Regions from separate parts of the Oryctolagus cuniculus genome. Here all the other regions are linked to region 3. A link is a contact called in public Micro-C data. All regions are on one chromosome and are shown on one strand. The core of a region is the stretch at or near the end of the contact, and the rest is flanking DNA. Distances in the headings are between cores, read along the strand shown. Region 1 overlaps LOC138850416 (a long non-coding RNA gene). Region 2 overlaps GNG12 (G protein subunit gamma 12). Region 3 holds the start of GADD45A (growth arrest and DNA damage inducible alpha).

Region 1 (2,700 bases), core at 106-2,605, 68 kb after region 3:
CCCACTCTTAAGAAAAACAACACAAGGAACAAATTCGCTCAATTCCAGTTCATTCCAAAGCAACATATAAAGTGTTGGTTGCTGTGCTACCAAAAGCAAGATTCTTCCCTGTTGAACTTATCCCTCCTTCTTCCCTGCCTGGCTTGGTGTGAGTCCACAACCTGCACCCCTGTACAAGGCAACCCTAATCCAGAATCCTGGGACTCATGCTTGATTTCCTCTATATTTTCCTACTGTACTTCTCCGCTAGACACTGCTACTCCACAGTCCCCAAGCAGTTCCTGGGAGTACCTGTCTCCTAGCAAAGAGCTCCGTAAACATGGGTAGAATAAATAACCTCATTCAATATGATTGACCTCTTCCCTCAAGGAGTGCTCTGCCAAGAATGAGATGAACACAGCTTCTTTTCCTGTAGGCTGTTCTGGTGCTACTTCCTCCAGGAAGCCTTCCAGACACTCTCCTGCCAATCAGACTGAGGGATATGATCCTCCGCTAATCTCCCACAGCACCTTGCACTTACCTTTTCCTAAAACCTTACAGTTTGGCCTGGTTACACTTGATCTACTTGCCTGAGTTCCCCGCTAGATAGGGACTGTCACACCTGTCTCACCAGTGCCTCGCACAGTATCTGGTGCAAAGTGCAAAGACAATGAATGCTGGGGAATGACTTCTACGTAACGTGATCCTATGGGGGAGACAGACGCAGGAGCAGTTGCTTGCGCTATTGGGGTGAATAGCAGTGAGAAACAGCTCTCTGAACTGACCTTGGGAGACCTGGAGTTTTTCTTAAGGAAGAGCGTGGACCAAAGCACGCAGGCAAGAAAGCACATAAAGTCTTTAAGACAATGGGAGCCCGACAAGACTCAAGAAAAGCACCGAGTGGGGGGAAATGGGGCAGATGTGGCAAGAAAGGTTATTTTAAACAAGTTGTGAAAGACCTGGACGCGAGACCAAGGGATTTGGAGATTGTAAAGTAGAAAGTCACTGACGTGAGAACATGGCCAGATCGCTCAAAGATAAAAAAATGTTGTTTTCTTTTCAGTAACTAAAAGCCATAGATCTAACTTCCTCCATTTTTATATTTCTTGAGACTTCATGAAAATACAAAACAAAGACCAGCCAAAGCAATTCTTTCCTCGCCTGGTCTGAACCCGGCGTGGTGGTTTTTTTTTTTTTTTTTTTAATTTATTTTTTCTTTTCCTTGTTTTCTGGCAGCTCTCTTGGTGAAGCGAGTGCATCACACAGCTGGGAAAACACGAGCTTCTCAGTTTGTTTGGCTTCTGAGCTATGTGGGTGAGCGCGAGTCTGGGCAGTGTGTCAGCTCCTTCCTGAAAGTCTGGGTCACGGAAGTCCACAGCACAACCTTGTTTACGCGATTTTGCTTCCAGCGTCGAGAACACTGGTTGTGATTACTGCAAAGGTGTATGTGGTCACCGTTGGCTCTCAACCCTGCAATTCCTTTGAAAAGATGATCTGACTGGGACAACGGTGACCTTATGGTAACACCTCTGTTTCTTTAGAAAGCCCCGGATGAAAAGCCAGGCGTTGTTTTCCCCGCTGCCTTTGTGCCTGGCTAACCGCGACAGCTTGTGGGCTCCCTGGGAGTCGTCCTGGGGGACGGAGTTTGCTGGGCTGGCAGATTCGGCTGGGAGACGATGAGTGAGTGACCAGTCTGAAGCAACTCTTCCAGCCCAGACACGTGAAGTTACAGTTCATCAACACATGTTTACATGACTGTCTGCTGTGTGCCGGTCACTGGGAAGCCGGATGAATAAGACAGTTTCTATCCCAGTCTGCTAAGTAGCTTGAAAACTCCTCCAAGGTAAAAGTCCATTCTGAATTCTCTTTATGCACCCCAGATTGCCTAGCACAGAGCCTAACTCGGGGTGGGGCCTCAATAAATATCAGCTGTCTAAGTGTGTGGGTGAAGTTCTGTTTTGCACAACAAATGTTTACTAAGCACCTACTGTGGGCTGACCCTGTGTTGGGTGATCAAGAAAGGAAGCTGAGGAAAACGGGGTTCCTACCATCAGCTGCTCATGGTCTGCTGGGGAAGACAGACATTGAATCAGAGTCTCCAAGGAGCCCCTGAGCCCCTAAGGAACCCCTTGCCACCCAGCCCCTCCTCCGGAACCCCCTCCCCCCCATCTCTCTACTCAAGGGATAACAGCTGGTCTAGAAGACAGACCAGCGCCATACCCACAGTGCTGGCTGACAGTATGTTAGTAACATGGCTCAGCTAACAGTAGAGGCACAAGTCACGCATACACGGGGTATGGAGGAGCGAATAACCTCGTGGTGTGTGTGGGGGGACTGTGCAGCTTCCAGCAAAGTCCAACCTAAAAAGGGAAGTTCTGCCTCTAGGCGTTTACTCAAAACCCCTTACTGACAAGTGTGAGCGCAGGGTGGACCCCAGATTCTAGGCACTGTGTAATCCACAGAAAAGGGAGCACCTGACCAGCCCCTTGTGTTGCTGATTAGGGATGGCAGATAAAGGGAATCAGTTTTTAAATGATATGGTCATTTTAAAAATTAATTTACAACATTTTTTATTTCTTCCTGTTCTGGACCAAACTTATCCACAAGTGTAGCTTGATAGTCATCTTGGCTCCAATAATCGTGGCATTTTGCTGAGTCACAGGACTCACTCCTGAGCAGGAATGACCCAGAGAGCCTTCCGAGAATCGGCTTAAAAATCGT
Region 2 (2,700 bases), core at 49-2,548, 79 kb before region 3:
ACTGCTGTGTTTTCTGGATAAGTAAATGAACTGTGCCGTCACCAGCGTTCTCAGAACTCTACAGCACTGCGCTGCTTCTCAGGGGCTGTGAGGACCAGTACATCAGGGAGAGCAATGCGAGTCCTGCTGAACTTGGCCCCTCTCCATACAGGCCTTCACCCACTGTAACCAGACCATGCTGGTCCAGGGAGACAGGGGGAGTTTCGAGCAAGGTACACCCAAGGCAGGAGGGTTGAGTGTCCGCGTAGAAAGTTTCCCATAGCATTGCCCCCCAGCCCTGCTTGCCACTGTGCAGCCATGCAGGGCTTGCTTGCCGTCCTAATGTGCAGTCAGAAGTGGGTCAGCGTTTGCCTTGTCATCAGAGAGCTGGTGCACGTGTGAGTGACAGGCCAGAGGAGATTCTGGGCTCCCATGGATTGTCTCCCATCCAGAGCAGGGTGCCTAACCTGTTTTCTCCCAATGGCTTGCTTAGAAAAGTCCTTCTGTAGTCCGGTGGCTGATGCATGTGACTGCAGGTTGTGGACTGCCCAGGCCCTACCTGGGCACCTGGGGTAGAACACACATCTGTAATCTTGGAGTGCAGCTGATCTCTGCAGTGCCTGGTTGACTGACCTGAGTGACTGTGAGGCCGGCCTCTTCATGAGACTTAGTTCCCGGGAAGACTAAGGACCGCAGAGGCATGGCCACTTGAGCTGGGACACATGGTAGCCGTGCTGGGACCAGAGCCATCCGTGTGGTCTTCTGACTGTGGGAGGGGGTGAATGAGGAGGCAGAGGCTCGCATCTCACATGTGCACGCATACCACACACATACTCATACTCACACCACCTTCAGCAAGTGCTACTCTGCTGCTTTGCAAGGATCCGGCCTCCAGTGCCAACCAGGTGTGTCAAACATAAGTTTCAAGTTACTGTCCTGCCATGTGGCCTCCAGCTCAAACCTACTCCTCCTCTTGCACCCAGAGCCCAGAGCCACTCCCCTCAGCTCCTGGGGGCCCTGTGGATGTCATCAGCCTGCTGTGAGCCTGAGAAGCTGCGGGGCTTCTGCCTCCTTGCTGGGGCAGCCGCCTCCCCGCCTCCCCGCCTCCCTACCTCCCCACCTCCCCGCTCTCCCTGCCCTCAGCCTGCTGTCTCCCCCGTGATGTAGCCAGGAGGGCTTTTTCTAAACTACACGCCGGATCATGAGTCCGTCCTTTTTAAGTCTGTCCGTGTCCCTCTTTGGTGAGCTTCCCTTTGTGTTCAGATGCAGAGTAGATACTCCTTTGGGAGGCGTGCCTGTTGCATCGAGTCTGGCCTTGGCATCCCTGCTATAGCCTGTGCCTTCCCTGCACACAGCATTGAGCATAGTGTCTCGTAGTTGTGTGTCCTTCTTCCCCTAGCCCCCAGGTTCTAAGCCCTGGCGAACAGTGGATAGCTCTTTACTTGTGGTTGTAGCCCAGGGCCCGGCATGAACGGAGGGTGTTGAGTGTGCATCCAGAGTGTACCTATGCTACTCAGACTTGGTTTGCATCTCACTGCGCAACACCAAACTCTACTTGTTCTATTTTTAAAGTTTTAGTGTCTTGGTGGTTATCAATATGAACAAACAAAAACTTACCACTAGTGATGTTCTAGGACCGGGATATATTTAGCACAATGTGTTGATAATTGCTGTTCGTTGTTATGACCCTAGGGCATTATAAAACTCTTAAGTGCTCTTGACTCATCAGAGGCAAATTAAATTATTCACTTAGCAAACATTTGGAGTATCCACTTTGCACAAAATAGGTGCCCAGCACCATGAGTTGCATAAGGGTGGAAAGGTGGCTTTTGCTTCCTAAAGTGGACAATAGAGCTTTTTTATTTTGTTCATGTTTCTTTCTATGTTGAACATCTTTTGAAAAGAAAGAAACAAATGAAACCGCTGAAGGAGTCCCATAATCAGGGCTGAGGGACCTGACAGTGTGAGGCCAGAAGGCCGTGGTAGCTCTTCCTTCACGGGGTGAGCTTTAGGGAGATAGGAGCATATATCAGTTGCAAGCCCTGTCCTCAACAAGCCCACCATCTACAAGAGGCAAGACTTGGATCTAAGCCACTCGACGACAAAATAGGCACTGCCTGAGTCTCTGCTCGTGTGAGCTCCAGGTAACAGAAAACCCAGTTCAGAACGGCCTAATCCAGAAGGGGGCTTGTCGTCTCACATGAAAGGATGTTCCCGTGCAGTCTGTCTCCAGCTTTCTAATTCAGCGGTTCAACAACAACGTCACATTCTTTCCGTGCATGATGGCAATCCCTGACTCAGCAAGATCTCCTCCTAGCTACAGAAGGGTTGCAGGCACCCACCCTCACATGCCTGTGCCAGGGCCTGTGATATCTGTCTCTCTTTAAGAAGGAAGAGACCTGGCACCGGCACTGTGGCATAGCAAGTAAAGCCACCGCATATGGGCTCCTGCTGTTCCACCAATCCAGCTTCCTGCTAATGTGCCTGGGAAAGCAGCAGAAGATGGCCCAAGTCCTTGGCCCCCACACCCATGTGGAAGACCTAAAAGCAGCTCCTGGCTCCTGGCTTTGGGTCAGCGCAGCTCCAGCCGTTGCAGCCATTGGGGGAATAAACCAGCTGGTAGAAGATCGATATCACTCTTTCTCTCTCTGAAACTGCCTTTCAAATAAATAAATAAATCTTAAAAAAAAAAAAAAAAAAAGGAGGAGGAGGAGGAAGGGA
Region 3 (2,700 bases), core at 172-2,671:
GGCGTCGGTCTCCAGGAGCAGGAGCTTCGCCAGCCGGCCCGGGTTGCTGACGCGCAGGATGTTAATGTCGTTCTCGCAACAGAACGCCTGGATCAGGGTGAAGTGGATCTGCAGCGCCACATCCCTGTCGTCGTCCTCGTCCGCCGCCAGCAGGCACAGCACCACGTTATCCGGGTCCCTGCGGGCAGCGCGCGGGGCCGGTGAGCACACGGGCGCCACCGGCCCGCGTGGGCGCCTGACACTCCCGCTCGGGTCCCCGGGGTCTGCCCCCCACCCCTCACCACCCGCCGCTCGTCGCAAGGCAGCCTCGGGGACAGATGGAAGGCGGCCGGAAGCGGCGCCGCAGGGCGAGGGGAGCGCCCGGGAGCGCGACCCCGGCGGGCTGGGGCGGCCAGGGGCACCAGGGGACAGCGGGGGCCCCACTTACACGTTGAGCAGCTTGGCCGCCTCGTACACACCGACGGTGATGGTGCGCTGACTCAGGGCTTTGCTCAGCACCTCCTCCAGGGCATCCCCCACCTTGTCCATCCTACACGCGGGCAAAGGCGAGGGGGCACGTCAGTCCGTGACCTCGGAGCCGCCGCGGGCCCCTGGCCCCGCACCGCGAGCCTCGACGAGTGCAAGTGCCGCCAAGCACCCCGGCTTTCTGCAAACCCAGGGTCTCCCGCCCCGTCACCCCCACCCCCCTCCTTGACCCTCGGCACGCCCAGAAGCTGGGGTGTCCGGTGAGGAGCCCCGACAGTGCTTCCCGCCACCCTCCCCGGAGGACACTGCCCCCAGACAGCTGCCCTCTGCCAAAGTCTCTGGGAGCGGCGGCCGGGCTGGGGGCACGCGCCTTGAGGGTCCCTGAGGGAGCGAGGGCTGGAGGTGCCCTGTGCAAACTTTGCCGCCCGCTCGCCCCTCCACTCTCCGCAATCCGGGTGCAGGGAGCTGCGCGGGCAGGGCGCGAGGAGTTCAGGTCGCAGACGCCAGCAGCCGACTTACCTTTCGGTCTTCTGCTCTCCAGCCGAGAATTCCTCCAAAGTCATATTGCAACTGCAGGTCCCTCACAGAGAGAGCGCGCGGCGTGCGGGCGGCTCCTGCCACCGTGGGCGCGCGGGCGCCTGCTCCCCGTACTCGCTCCCAGGCTCTGGTGCAGTCCGGCCGCCCCTCTTCCGTCCGGGCTCCACCTCCAGCGCCTGCAGCCACCGCGCCGTCCTCTGCTCCCGCCCGCCGGCTCTCGGCCCCTGGTTTCGCCGAGGACCGCGACACCACGACCGCAAGCTGCCACACAGCCACTGCAGGACAAAGGGCCCCGGGGTTATCCGACCAGCCCCCAGCCAACCACTTCGTGCCTTATTTGCATACGGCACGACCATTGGGCTATGCAATCAGCCTGGTTTGGGCAATCCGAACCCGGCTCCTGGAACCAGGCTATTAGGAGCGGAAGGGGGCGGAGTCACGCGGGAGGCGAGCGTAGGGGACTGGGGCGGTCGGGGCGCAGGTGGGCGGGGCCGCGAGCTGGCTGTTCCGCGGTTGGTGGGGCGGGGGCGGGCCGAGGGCTTTGTCGCGGCGGGAGGCTGAGGCCGGTTTGCTGAGTGTTTTTCTAGTTGGTGCACATATTTAAATTATCGTTTCATGTCTTTTGTTTTCAGGGTTAATGCACCCAAGTGCGGTAATTATTACTAAGCTGGTTACATTTAAAAAAAGAAAATAGTGTGTCCAAACCTGTAGGGCAAAGTTTACCTCAGCAGTGTTGTTTATCAAAGGCTAGCTAGGCGAAGCTGCTTATTAGTCCTAGTAGTATTTCGGTGCCCTGTTGGCTGGTTTGATTTATTTTTAGAAGGTTACAAGGGTTGGAAGCTCAATAAAGAAAAACCAACACATTTGTGTTCAGGGATGGCAGAGAACCAAGCTGGCGTCTTTTCCCGCAGAAAGCAGAGAGGCTACCGAACCCGCCCAGTGGGACTGTGGAACTCCAGGGCTGGTTGGGATCTGTGGGGAGCTGGTGACCACATGTGTGAGTCGCTGCCTGACAGCCCACGGTCACCTTTCTCAAAGAGCCCCTCGCAGAGAAGGCGCCTTCTGCACTGACACCCGGCGCGGGAGACACGCATCCCACGCCCACGCGAGCTGCCAGTCTAAATTCAAAATTCTGTCTCCGTGTGCCCTCGGCTTCCCTTCATAAAGCAAGTGAGTGTGTCCCTACCTTCCCCAGGCAGCCTATGATCTCACCGTGAATTATTGATGTTAGATGCTGAATCATGAAGCTGTAGCTATAGGTCATTTTAGTCATATGCTACAATCTCACCTTTGGGATAATGGCAACTTGGAGGTGGAAAGCAGACTTTTCTAACTGCACACTTCTGGAAAACAAACTTTAATGTGTAGGCTTTCACTGAACAGTTCAAAAATCCCTTTCTTTGTTTTTTGAGTTTGTGCAATAAATGCAAAAACAGTTCTTAAATTTACTGAAGTCACCCAACCTGGTGGAAATGCCTTCCAAATGCTTGCGTTCAAAAGAGTGCTTACATTATTAAGGTCACTCTACAGTCGAAGGTCACAGAAGTAAATTTTTGCAAGGGTCCCTGGGAGTTCTGTACCCTTTTATTTGTATCATTCTGCACAAATTATTCTCCAGCTCTCTTAATTTAATAGAAAAAGTGATAGGTGGGATTTTGGTTCCTTAATTGGCACTGCCATTTTGCATTGGATCCCTGA

Evidence for each region. Hi-C and Micro-C count contacts between places; a contact is called where the count stands out from the background.
Region 1: a contact with region 3 is called in a Micro-C map of ear pinna, with 6 times the contacts expected there. The contact joins the enhancer-like site here to the promoter of GADD45A in region 3. A contact is called at or near these places in 3 of 6 Hi-C or Micro-C datasets (ear pinna, liver and psoas muscle).
Region 2: a contact with region 3 is called in a Micro-C map of ear pinna, with 4 times the contacts expected there. The contact joins the enhancer-like site here to the promoter of GADD45A in region 3. A contact is called at or near these places in 5 of 6 Hi-C or Micro-C datasets (ear pinna, embryonic fibroblasts, psoas muscle and 2 more).

What each region holds. Positions count from the first base shown.
Region 1 is chr7:104,954,891-104,957,590 of mOryCun1.1, forward strand. It overlaps LOC138850416 (a long non-coding RNA gene), which reads left to right. Exons shown (of 2, transcript XR_011390154.1): 2 at 1,216-1,916. Among named protein-coding and RNA genes, the nearest start is that of GADD45A, 68 kb to the left of the region's middle. Within about 2 kb of position 1,356, at least 6 of the 8 cell types and tissues checked have an H3K27ac peak or open chromatin away from gene starts, as enhancers often do. A contact at or near this core is called in ear pinna, where this site is marked.
Region 2 is chr7:104,808,088-104,810,787 of mOryCun1.1, forward strand. The region is part of intron 2 of GNG12 (G protein subunit gamma 12); the gene reads left to right. Among named protein-coding and RNA genes, the nearest start is that of GADD45A, 79 kb to the right of the region's middle. Within about 2 kb of position 1,299, at least 1 of the 8 cell types and tissues checked has an H3K27ac peak or open chromatin away from gene starts, as enhancers often do. A contact at or near this core is called in ear pinna, where this site is marked.
Region 3 is chr7:104,887,197-104,889,896 of mOryCun1.1, forward strand. It overlaps GADD45A (growth arrest and DNA damage inducible alpha), which reads right to left and starts at 1,422. Exons shown (of 4, transcript XM_002715933.5): 1 at 985-1,422; 2 at 428-529; 3 at 1-178. The coding sequence starts at 1,028. LOC138850416 (a long non-coding RNA gene) reads left to right here and starts at 1,801. Exons shown (of 2, transcript XR_011390154.1): 1 at 1,801-2,172.